Linked DNA regions of Sus scrofa: regions 1 and 3 are each linked to region 2. The links are chromatin contacts, called in public Hi-C and promoter capture Hi-C maps. All regions are on one chromosome and are shown on one strand. Each heading gives the region's core, a stretch centred on a gene start, on an enhancer-like site or on the middle of the called end of the contact. The rest is flanking DNA. Distances are from core to core; before and after follow the strand shown.

What was found. Promoter capture Hi-C pulls out the DNA fragments that hold promoters and counts their contacts. Hi-C and Micro-C count contacts between places; a contact is called where the count stands out from the background.
Region 1: a Hi-C map of epiblast stem cells shows a contact between it and region 2, with 3 times the contacts expected there. The contact joins the promoter of ADCYAP1 here to the promoter of METTL4 in region 2. A contact is called at or near these places in 2 of 5 promoter capture datasets (fetal liver and fetal skeletal muscle) and 2 of 47 Hi-C or Micro-C datasets (embryonic fibroblasts and epiblast stem cells).
Region 3: a promoter capture Hi-C map of liver shows a contact between it and region 2, with 8 times the contacts expected there. The contact joins the promoter of THOC1 here to the promoter of METTL4 in region 2. A contact is called at or near these places in 1 of 5 promoter capture datasets (liver) and 2 of 47 Hi-C or Micro-C datasets (embryonic fibroblasts and liver).

What each region holds. Positions count from the first base shown.
Region 1 is chr6:105,419,928-105,422,650 of Sscrofa11.1, reverse strand. ADCYAP1 (adenylate cyclase activating polypeptide 1) reads left to right here and starts at 1,382. Exons shown (of 4, transcript NM_001001544.1): 1 at 1,382-1,491. The coding sequence starts at 1,382. It overlaps LOC102165393 (a long non-coding RNA gene), which reads right to left. Exons shown (of 4, transcript XR_002345050.1): 2 at 1,984-2,053; 3 at 1,458-1,653; 4 at 1-368.
Region 2 is chr6:104,054,476-104,057,393 of Sscrofa11.1, reverse strand. It overlaps METTL4 (methyltransferase-like protein 4), which reads right to left and starts at 1,563. Exons shown (of 11, transcript XR_002345043.1): 1 at 1,223-1,563. NDC80 (kinetochore protein NDC80 homolog) reads left to right here and starts at 1,609. Exons shown (of 17, transcript XM_013999249.2): 1 at 1,609-1,768.
Region 3 is chr6:106,037,953-106,040,838 of Sscrofa11.1, reverse strand. THOC1 (THO complex subunit 1) reads right to left here and starts at 1,577. Exons shown (of 20, transcript XM_021096158.1): 1 at 141-1,577. The coding sequence starts at 317. LOC110261178 (a long non-coding RNA gene) reads left to right here and starts at 293. Exons shown (of 4, transcript XR_002345053.1): 1 at 293-719.

The sequences.
Region 1 (2,723 bases), core at 133-2,632, 1.4 Mb before region 2:
CAAGAAATTAGGAGAGCTAAATTAAATTTATTAATAGGAGACCTTGATGGCGCTTAATACCAGAGACCAGAGCTCTGATTGTTGGGGCTTGAAAAAGCAAAAAGAAGTAAGAAGGACACAGTTAAAAACACGATTTTCACCATTCTCAGAATTCTATGAATTCTTTACTCATTCTTGAGAAATGGGTAAAATTGAAAAACATCAAAATAATTAAACTTCTTTAAAATTGTATTGTATGAGTGAAAGGTGTTTATGAGAAGTCGATGACTCCGGATCTTATCATCCAAGAGGACAGCACAGAATAGTTAATATGTTCCTTGAGGGACTAGGATGCTGACGTCTTTTTCTGATACCCGATCATTACGTGACTGAAAAAAAAAAAAAAAAGAGGAAGTCATTCCATGAATAAAAATCGGAGCGCAACAGTGCAACAAAATATTCTGTACTTAAAGGCCATAGGCAGACAGATGTTGACAAGGAAGCCTCTTCTAAAACCATGGTCGGATAGATTTCTGCTAACTGCACATATAAATAGGAGCAGAGGGCCGGTCACCTCTGTAACCACCGGCAGCAGCAGAAGCAGCCGCAGCTTCAGACGCAGCCAGAGGAATCTCTGAGCAGAGAAGGCGCTGCGGACTCTCGCAGCTGCTTGACCGGGCGGCTCCCACAGACGCCGGCTTTGCCGCGGCCCTCCTTCTTTCTTCTCCTTCTACGACTTTCCCTACTACTTCTTTCTCTGGGTGGACTTAAGGCCACTTTCTCCCCTACCCCCACTTAGCTCGCCTCCTCCTCTTTCTTCCTTCCACATCTCTCTCCTCGCCCCCTTCTCTCGGTGTCACGCTCTCTCCTAGTTCTGAGCGTCTACAAACTTTTGAACAGAATACCGGCCTCAGCAAACAAGTCCTTCAGCTCCTCCTGCTGCTCCTGCTCGTTCCTGCGGCTTCTGCTTAGATACTAACACCAGACGGTGATGTCCCTTGGTTTGTGACTCCAGCGCAGAAACTTGGAGAAGCCCTTTGCCCGCCGTCCTACTTGGCAGCAAACCCTCTCCTAGCAGCGGTAAGAGTTGAAGGGTAAGGGGGAAAAATCTTACCAAACCAAACAAGTCCCTTGACTGCTAATTCTTTCGCTAGCATCAGGGTACGAGTTAGCTTTCCTTCGCCCAGATCTGGCGAGTTATTGGGCACTGGGCATATACATGCGTATTTTCTAACTATAGCGAGAGGGAAGTGGCAAGGCTCCCTGGCTACCATTAAGCCATATTCAACACCGGGAGGTGAGTTCTGTCCCTCCCCCAGTTCTGGAGAGTTTCTAGGGGTTGGAGGGTGGAAGGCCAGGGGCGTTCTAACTGCTAGGTGCCCTCTTTCCAGTCCTGCGCAGAATGATCATGTGTAGCGGAGCAAGGCTGGCTCTGCTGGTCTACGGGATAATAATGCACAGCAGCGTCTACTGCTCACCTGCCGCCGCGGGACTCCGATTCCCTGGGATCAGGTAGGTGCCAGCCACCTCGGCTACGCTGGGACTGGGGCGTCTCTTCCCTCGACACTTCGTCGTGGTCGCCCTCTTGCAGTTCCTCGGTCCCGGCTACGATCATCTCCCCTACGCGCCCCCATTGCACCGCCGCCAGCCTGGGTCCGGCGGCGGGTCCCAGCCCTGGTTCAGCGGGAGGACCGCGTCAGGCTCCGCTAGGGCTGGGTACCCCTCCCCCAGCCCGCCGCTGCCGAGGGGCCAGGGTGGAGGGAGCGCACTTCGTGAGGTGTTGAAATCTCCCCTCCCCCAGCCCCGCCCGCGGGAGTGGGGGCAGGGCAGGGCCCCCGAACTTGACTTCTTTTCCCTATTCTCAGCTTGAGTAAGGAGAACTTCGGGCTCCCGGAGCCAGGTTGCGGGGTTGAGACTAAGGCTTCCGTGGACTTTGCTTTGTTACAGCATGTTTCGGACTATCGGGGCGGTGTCTCCTTCTTTATCCTCTCCTCTCCCTCTTACCTCGATTCGAATTCTTTTCCGCTAGAAGAGCTTTCTCTCAAGTGATAGGTTTTCCAACTGCATTTTGAGCCTTGAAGAGGGGTAGTGTTGGCCGCGTAGAGTTGAAAAGAAGTGATTTGAGAGAAGGAAAAACAAGGATGAGGGAGGGGGAAATACAGATGAAACGGAGCAAGGAAGGAGGAAAAGAAAGCAAATTGGCAGGCTGTACGGGAAGGCAACCCTGCCTACCCCAGGATGGAGTAACCCTGGCTTATTTTTTTCTTCATTCCTGGTCTCTAATCGGTCAGCGCTGCCCGGGTTCCCCGCCGCAGTCCCAGAGTCCCGGGCCTGTCGGCTAGAGAGTGGAAGCTCGCGGCGCAGCGCAGCAGCGGCGCTCAGAGGTGCACCGGGCTCCTGGCGGCTAGGACGCGCGTTTTGCCTGCAAAGCTGCTCCTCCGAGCCGCGCCTAAGAATGCTTGCCTTAGGGGTCTGTGACCATTAATTTAGCCGGAGAGGCGGGTTCTGGCTTCGGTATTAGTATTCTAAGCACCTGGGCAGGGGTGGAAGTACCCAGAAAGACACCGGGCAGCCGGGCCAGGGCAGAGAGGCGTGTCGCCGAGTAAAGGCTGGGTGTGGGGCGGGCGCAGTCGTGTGCTGGCTTTGCCCTTACCTCTTCAGGGACGTATGACTGATGAACCCTCCTAACGAGCGCTACTTGTCTTGGCCGCTTTCTGAATCTCTAAAGCGGCCGAAAGCGAGGT
Region 2 (2,918 bases), core at 314-2,813:
TGCCCTACGCCACAGCAAAGCCAGATCCGAGTTTTGTCTGCAACCTACACCACAGCTTCCAGCAACACCAGATCCTTAACCCACTGAGCAAGTCCAGGGATCAAATCCGCAACCTCATGGCACCTAGTCGGATTCATTTCCACTGAGCCACGACGGAAACTCCAAAAATGCAATTTTTAATAGCACATCAGAAGCACTAACCCCTAGCAAAATGGCAAGGTTAAGAGTCCAGATCTGTAACTGGTTCTGAGCAGTTCTCTTCCGGCAATAAGGCTTTTCAAAACTTCCTTATCTTTTTTTTTTAACAGTTTTTAAAGTTGAAGTATAGTTAATTTACAATGCTGTGTTAGCTTCAGGTGTACTGCAAAGTGACTCTTTTTCAGGTTCCTTTCCATTATAGGTTATTACAAGACATGTACTATAGTTCCCTGTGCAATACAGTAGGTCCTTGTTAAGTCTACTTAATACATACTACTGTGTATTTGTTAATCCCAAACTACTAGTTTGTCTCCTTCCCCCATCCCCCTCTGATAACCATAAAATTGTTTTCTAAGTCTGTGAGTCTGTTTTTTAAATAAAGAACTACCTTATCTTTTCTCTAAAAGAAGGCTTTTAGTTCTGGATTGCTTATTAAATCTGGTGTAGTGGAAAACTTAAGAGGAGAAGAGAATAAGAAATACATCAAGTGATTAACAGTAGTTAATAACAGTAGCATTTAGATTTAAAATCTAACTCCGTATATTAGCAGTACGACCACGGACAAGTTACTTGATCTCAGTGAGCCTTAATTTCATCATTTTTAGGACATCTCAGAGGGCAGTTCAGAGAATTAAATGAGATAATCGACAAGAAGTGTTTGTTGTGCAAGGTGTCTGACACAAAGCAAGTGCTCAAATAAATGCTACGGATGATGGTAATTCTGTTCTCAATCCTCCCTTCCGAGTCATTACTTGGGGTGAAGAGGTCCTGAAATTGTAGTGATAGCTAGAACGTCGACAGAAGACTGAAACTCGGCCAGGAAAGGTGACGTGCCCCAAATTAAGTGCACTTCTCCCTCCTATTTGGCCTCACACCGGGTCCCTCCACCTCCTCGCAGGCCGCCACTAGAGGGCCGTAGAGCCCCAGACAGCAGTGCAGCTCTGAGCGTGAACCCTGGTGGCCGCCTCCATAGCGCGACCCTCGGAGCCGACTGCTCCCACAGCAGGCCGTCACTGTCTCCTACCTCACCGCCTCCCTCGTCAGAACAGTGCACGCCGCCTTCCCAGACTTCCTTCCTGAAACAGCACCCAGCTAAACAGTGGTCTTGAAAGACACTCCTTTCAGAGCATAAGCAAAAAAAAAAAAAAAAAAAAAAATCTCCTTTTCTAAGAGTCAGCAGGAGCGGCCCTGCTGCTGTACGGAAAAAGCGTTCCAGGGCTGCTTGGAGCGCTAAGCTCGCTACCCAAGGGCTTAGAGCGCCTGGGTCCTTGGAGCTAAATACAGGAATCGGGCCAAACTCCATAGAAGACACTTCAGAGACATTAGACGCCAGTGCGCCCCGTGAGGCGGCAGGGCGCCACCGTCACGCAAAGTTCCGGCGCGCGGGATTTGCGCACGCGCGCGCACGTCAGCGCGATGACGTCAGCGCCGGCGGAGATTTTAAAATTCGAACGGCACGGGCGGGAGCAGAAAGGAGTTAGTGTTTTGGCTGCCACTGTCCGTTTTAGCTGGCAATTGCACGGTTTACAGAGATTCGGCTGCCGGGTCGTGTCAGGAAGCTGGAAGAAAGGTGACTAATGACTTCAGGTTAATTTCGTTCCGGCAGTTCTGGTCTGGAGGGGGAACGCTAGGGCAACAACCCGTTAAATTCGGAGGCCTGGAGGACGGCGTTCTGGTGTTTGCTCTCCTAACTCGCCTCCGGCCGAATCTATGCCAGGCGCTAGTTTCCCGGAGTCCAGTAAATTTCTAATGGCGGTGATTTCCTAAAGGAGAAAGGAAGGGTCAAGGGGACACTAGTGGTAAGAAGAGGGAATGGAGAAAGGAAAAGGGGATTAACTGATGGAAGCAGAGAGAGGAAGAACAAGATGAGGGACTGTTTGGTGTGTTGCGTTTGAGATACTAGTGTAACATCCTGGTGGCCATGTAAGGAATACATCTGGAAGTCTCAGTCTCAGATTTTAAGAGTACATTTTAACTGGAGATTGGTAGTGGACCTAAAGATATAGATGAGAGTGGAAAAGTTTAATAGATGCAGAAGCGTATACTGGAGACGAAATAGTTGGCCAAAGAGGAAAAGAGTGCAGTCAGTTGAAAAGACAAAGGTGAGCCCAGAGATGTAGAAGGATTACCACAAATGTCCACTTTCCTGGAAACCAGGGAAGGATCTGGAAGAACTCGGTGTATAGTGTCTAATGCCTCAGAGCTAAGTTAGGATCAAAAGATTTGTTAATCAAGAGTATCCCAGGCAGGAGGCAACCGTTTCAGTAACTGGGAAGGGGGTGAGGTACGACTGTGGTCTCAGAAAATGGAAGCAGTCTGTAGACCAGATAATTTATCCTTGATGAAGGGAGATTGAAGCAAGAGAGGCAGAAATTGAAGAATATAAGTGGGAGACAGAGCAAGAGAGATGGATGTTAGGAAAAGCAAACAGAATGGCTCTATTCTGAGACAGAAGAAAAGGAAACAGGTAGTTCTTTTCAGGTAGCCTCTAACTCCCCACTGAGAGGCACAGCCAACAGTAGTGATGTGGTCTGAGTTAGGATGCAGAGTTTTAACTACCATAAATACCCTTGTGAAGGTAGGAGTCATAACTAACCTTTGTATTGTTTGCATTGCTTTGCATGCTTCCTGGTACATGGTAGGCAGTAAGTGTTTATGTGTGTTGAATACTTTTAAATGGAGTTAGATAGATATTCCCTGCAAATGAGGACTTCACCTTA
Region 3 (2,886 bases), core at 328-2,827, 2.0 Mb before region 2:
GGCAGGGCCGGGAGCACGTCGCCGCGGAGCACACGCCTCTGTCCCCGCTTTACCCCCAGAGCAAAATTCCAGTAATTTCACAAAGAGGGGGGCAAAAATTAGCGCAGGGCCAGAGCTACACCCTCCTGCCTTCAGCTCACCGTAAACCGCGTCCGCGCTTCGGGCAAACTGAAAAGCGGCGGCGTCGGCGACATCTTCTCGGCTGCGCGTGCCCGCCACCGCGCCGCGGCGCCTGACGATGACGTCAGGTAAGGAGCAACGAGAGGGCTGGCTCCGTGAGAGGATAGAGCGGCCTCTACGTTCAGGGCTGGGCCCATTTGTTAATGGGAACAATTGTGGTGACCGCGGTCGGGCGGGCGTGGGAAGCCTGAGTCGGCCACTCAGTGCTTGATCCGGGTTCGTGGGTGACCCTTAGAGTGACGGCAGATTCGAGGCCTCGTCTTGTAAGAGCTGCGCGTTGCTGGCAAGGACGCACACTTGACAGTGGTTTTCCAGGTTTGGGGAGGATGGGTGAATGCGTCAGGTTATCGGCTCAGTGGGCCGCGAGGGAGGGTAACTACTGCCTGAGAATCCAAGGCAAGTGGGTTATCCCGGAAAGCTTCAGGCTGAGGAAGTGTCGGCAGTGGTCCTGAGCCGCCAGATCGCAGTTCTTCTCGAAGGCGTGGTTACAGCTCGGGATTTGCGTATCGGCCCTGGAGCTCCTGGGATCTGTAGCTCAGGTGCAGTCCCCTCTCCTGAGAAATACAAACAGTACCCCTATTCTTGGGTCGTTGAGGAGCTTGAGTGAAATAATGAATGCAAGTGTGGCTTGTGTAGCAATGTAAGTATTATTAGGAATATTTGGGGATTAGCTGACTTTGCTGTTACGTAGAGGTCTCTACTGGAGGAGGAACCTCGGGGAGGAATGTGGTACTCGGCGCTGATTGGATAACCGGTGGCACCGCGTTGGGGATTAAGGCAGCGGTTGCAAAACCTTGGCTTCCCGGCAGTTTGCTCCCTTGTCCCCTCTTGCTTGGCCAATGAGAAGCCAAGTGGCCGGAATTTATTCAGTTGGAATTTTGTAGTGGGAAAAGAAACGCTGACCCAAACACAAGGAACTTTACACCAGCTCTTGTCTCCCTCCATATGGGTGTAAAGCTAGGCGAGCTTTACCTCGTTTCCTTCGTTGACTCCAGCGGGAATACAGAATGCTAACAAAAAGATAGCTTGGCATAATCTTCTCCCTAATGTGGGAATTGTGAACACTGATGGCTACCCGGAGCGTTGCAAATTTTTTTTTTTTTTTAGAATCAACAGAATCAATCATTCAGGTTCCGTTGTATAACTTAAATTTCCAAATTGCCGAAATAAACTGCGACTAAGCAATTTAATAGGTAGCTGATGTAATAGGATTAGTATATTATAGATGATTGTTAACTGTCTGGAGGTAACTAAGAGTTAAGAGATAAATAAAATTATTTTTTACAAAAATCCAAACAGGAAGAGTTTGAGTTTATTGATCCATCTGTCAAAGCCTAGTCACACAATGGTTTATTCACACATCTGTTGGGCACTTTGTACACAGTGGACAGTATCTGTTTGAGTAATCAATGAACAAATGATTGAATGGACCAGGTAATACAGCTTAATTGCCTTTTTGAGGAGTGCTGGCCAACATAAATGAAAAACTGCAGTATACAGTTTTGATTAGGAGTAATTTGCATAATAGCTCTATAAGAGATTAATTTTTGTATGCTTCACACTGTTAGACCATCATAAGAAATGCCCAAGTTTTATTGAGTATCTCCTATCAGCCAGACACTTTTTCTGCATTATTTTTACTAGTTACAACAACGTTGTACATGGTTAACACTTTGAGGAAATAGGCTCCTCTGACCTAGATCACATAGCTAGAGAAAGCTGAATTTGGGATTTGAACCCCTAGCTTTAAGCCCAAAGTCTGTATTTTTCTCAAATCTTAACCCATGAATCTTCCCCAAGCCATGGGCCTCATAAGTCATTTCCTTATAATTAGATAAGGGTAAGGATCTTATTGTCAATAATATATATATTTTTAAGAAGTATGTAATAATAACATCAAAGAGCAGACATCCAATAACATGTAAACTCAAATTTCCTGAGCACCTCTTTTTTCCTCCTACGCTAGCGAGGTAAAAGGGGCCAGGGAATGCCTTGCTGTTAGGAAACACCCTCCATGGGAAATTCTAGGAAGGATGTTTAAATGGATTCTAAGCACATCTTTCTTCCTCTTCTGGTGTGTCCACTGGATTCAAGTTTCCATTGGAGTGGTGAGATCTAGAAGACGACCAAGGGGCAGCTTGGTCTGCTTTTGTTGTGGTCTTTATCCTCTGGCCCAGGCCAAGGAAACATCCTTTTCCAGGCTCCCCAGTCAGCCGTGTTAGAATGTTGGGTTGCGGCTTTTGGTGGTTCCAGTTCTGGGCCCTATCTGTAGGTCCCTTTCTCTCTGTAGGTAGTTTAAGTGGATTGAAAGAATTATATTAACAGGGAACTGATGTGTGAGAGACAAAGTTGAGCAACAAGAGTGAGATTCTTGGCTTAGGAGAAATGGGACTGAAAAGAAGAATGGAAGAGAGCTGGCACTTTGTGTAAGTTTTGGGACTTATATTTTGTGGGGAAAAGAGGAATTACGTGAAAACAATCTGTGGGTGCTGCCTTTTTAAGTAGGGTGATGGCAGTTTTCAAGCGTTTTATATTGTAAATATGGTACAATTCATTACTTATTTGTTGAGTGCCTACTATTTGCTAGGCACAAATATAATATTAGGTTATATATGCAGTATTATTATTTTATTTCATTACCATCATCTAGTGTTCTTGATAAAATTCTGTTTGGTGATCTTGATTGGAGCATCATAGATGAACATA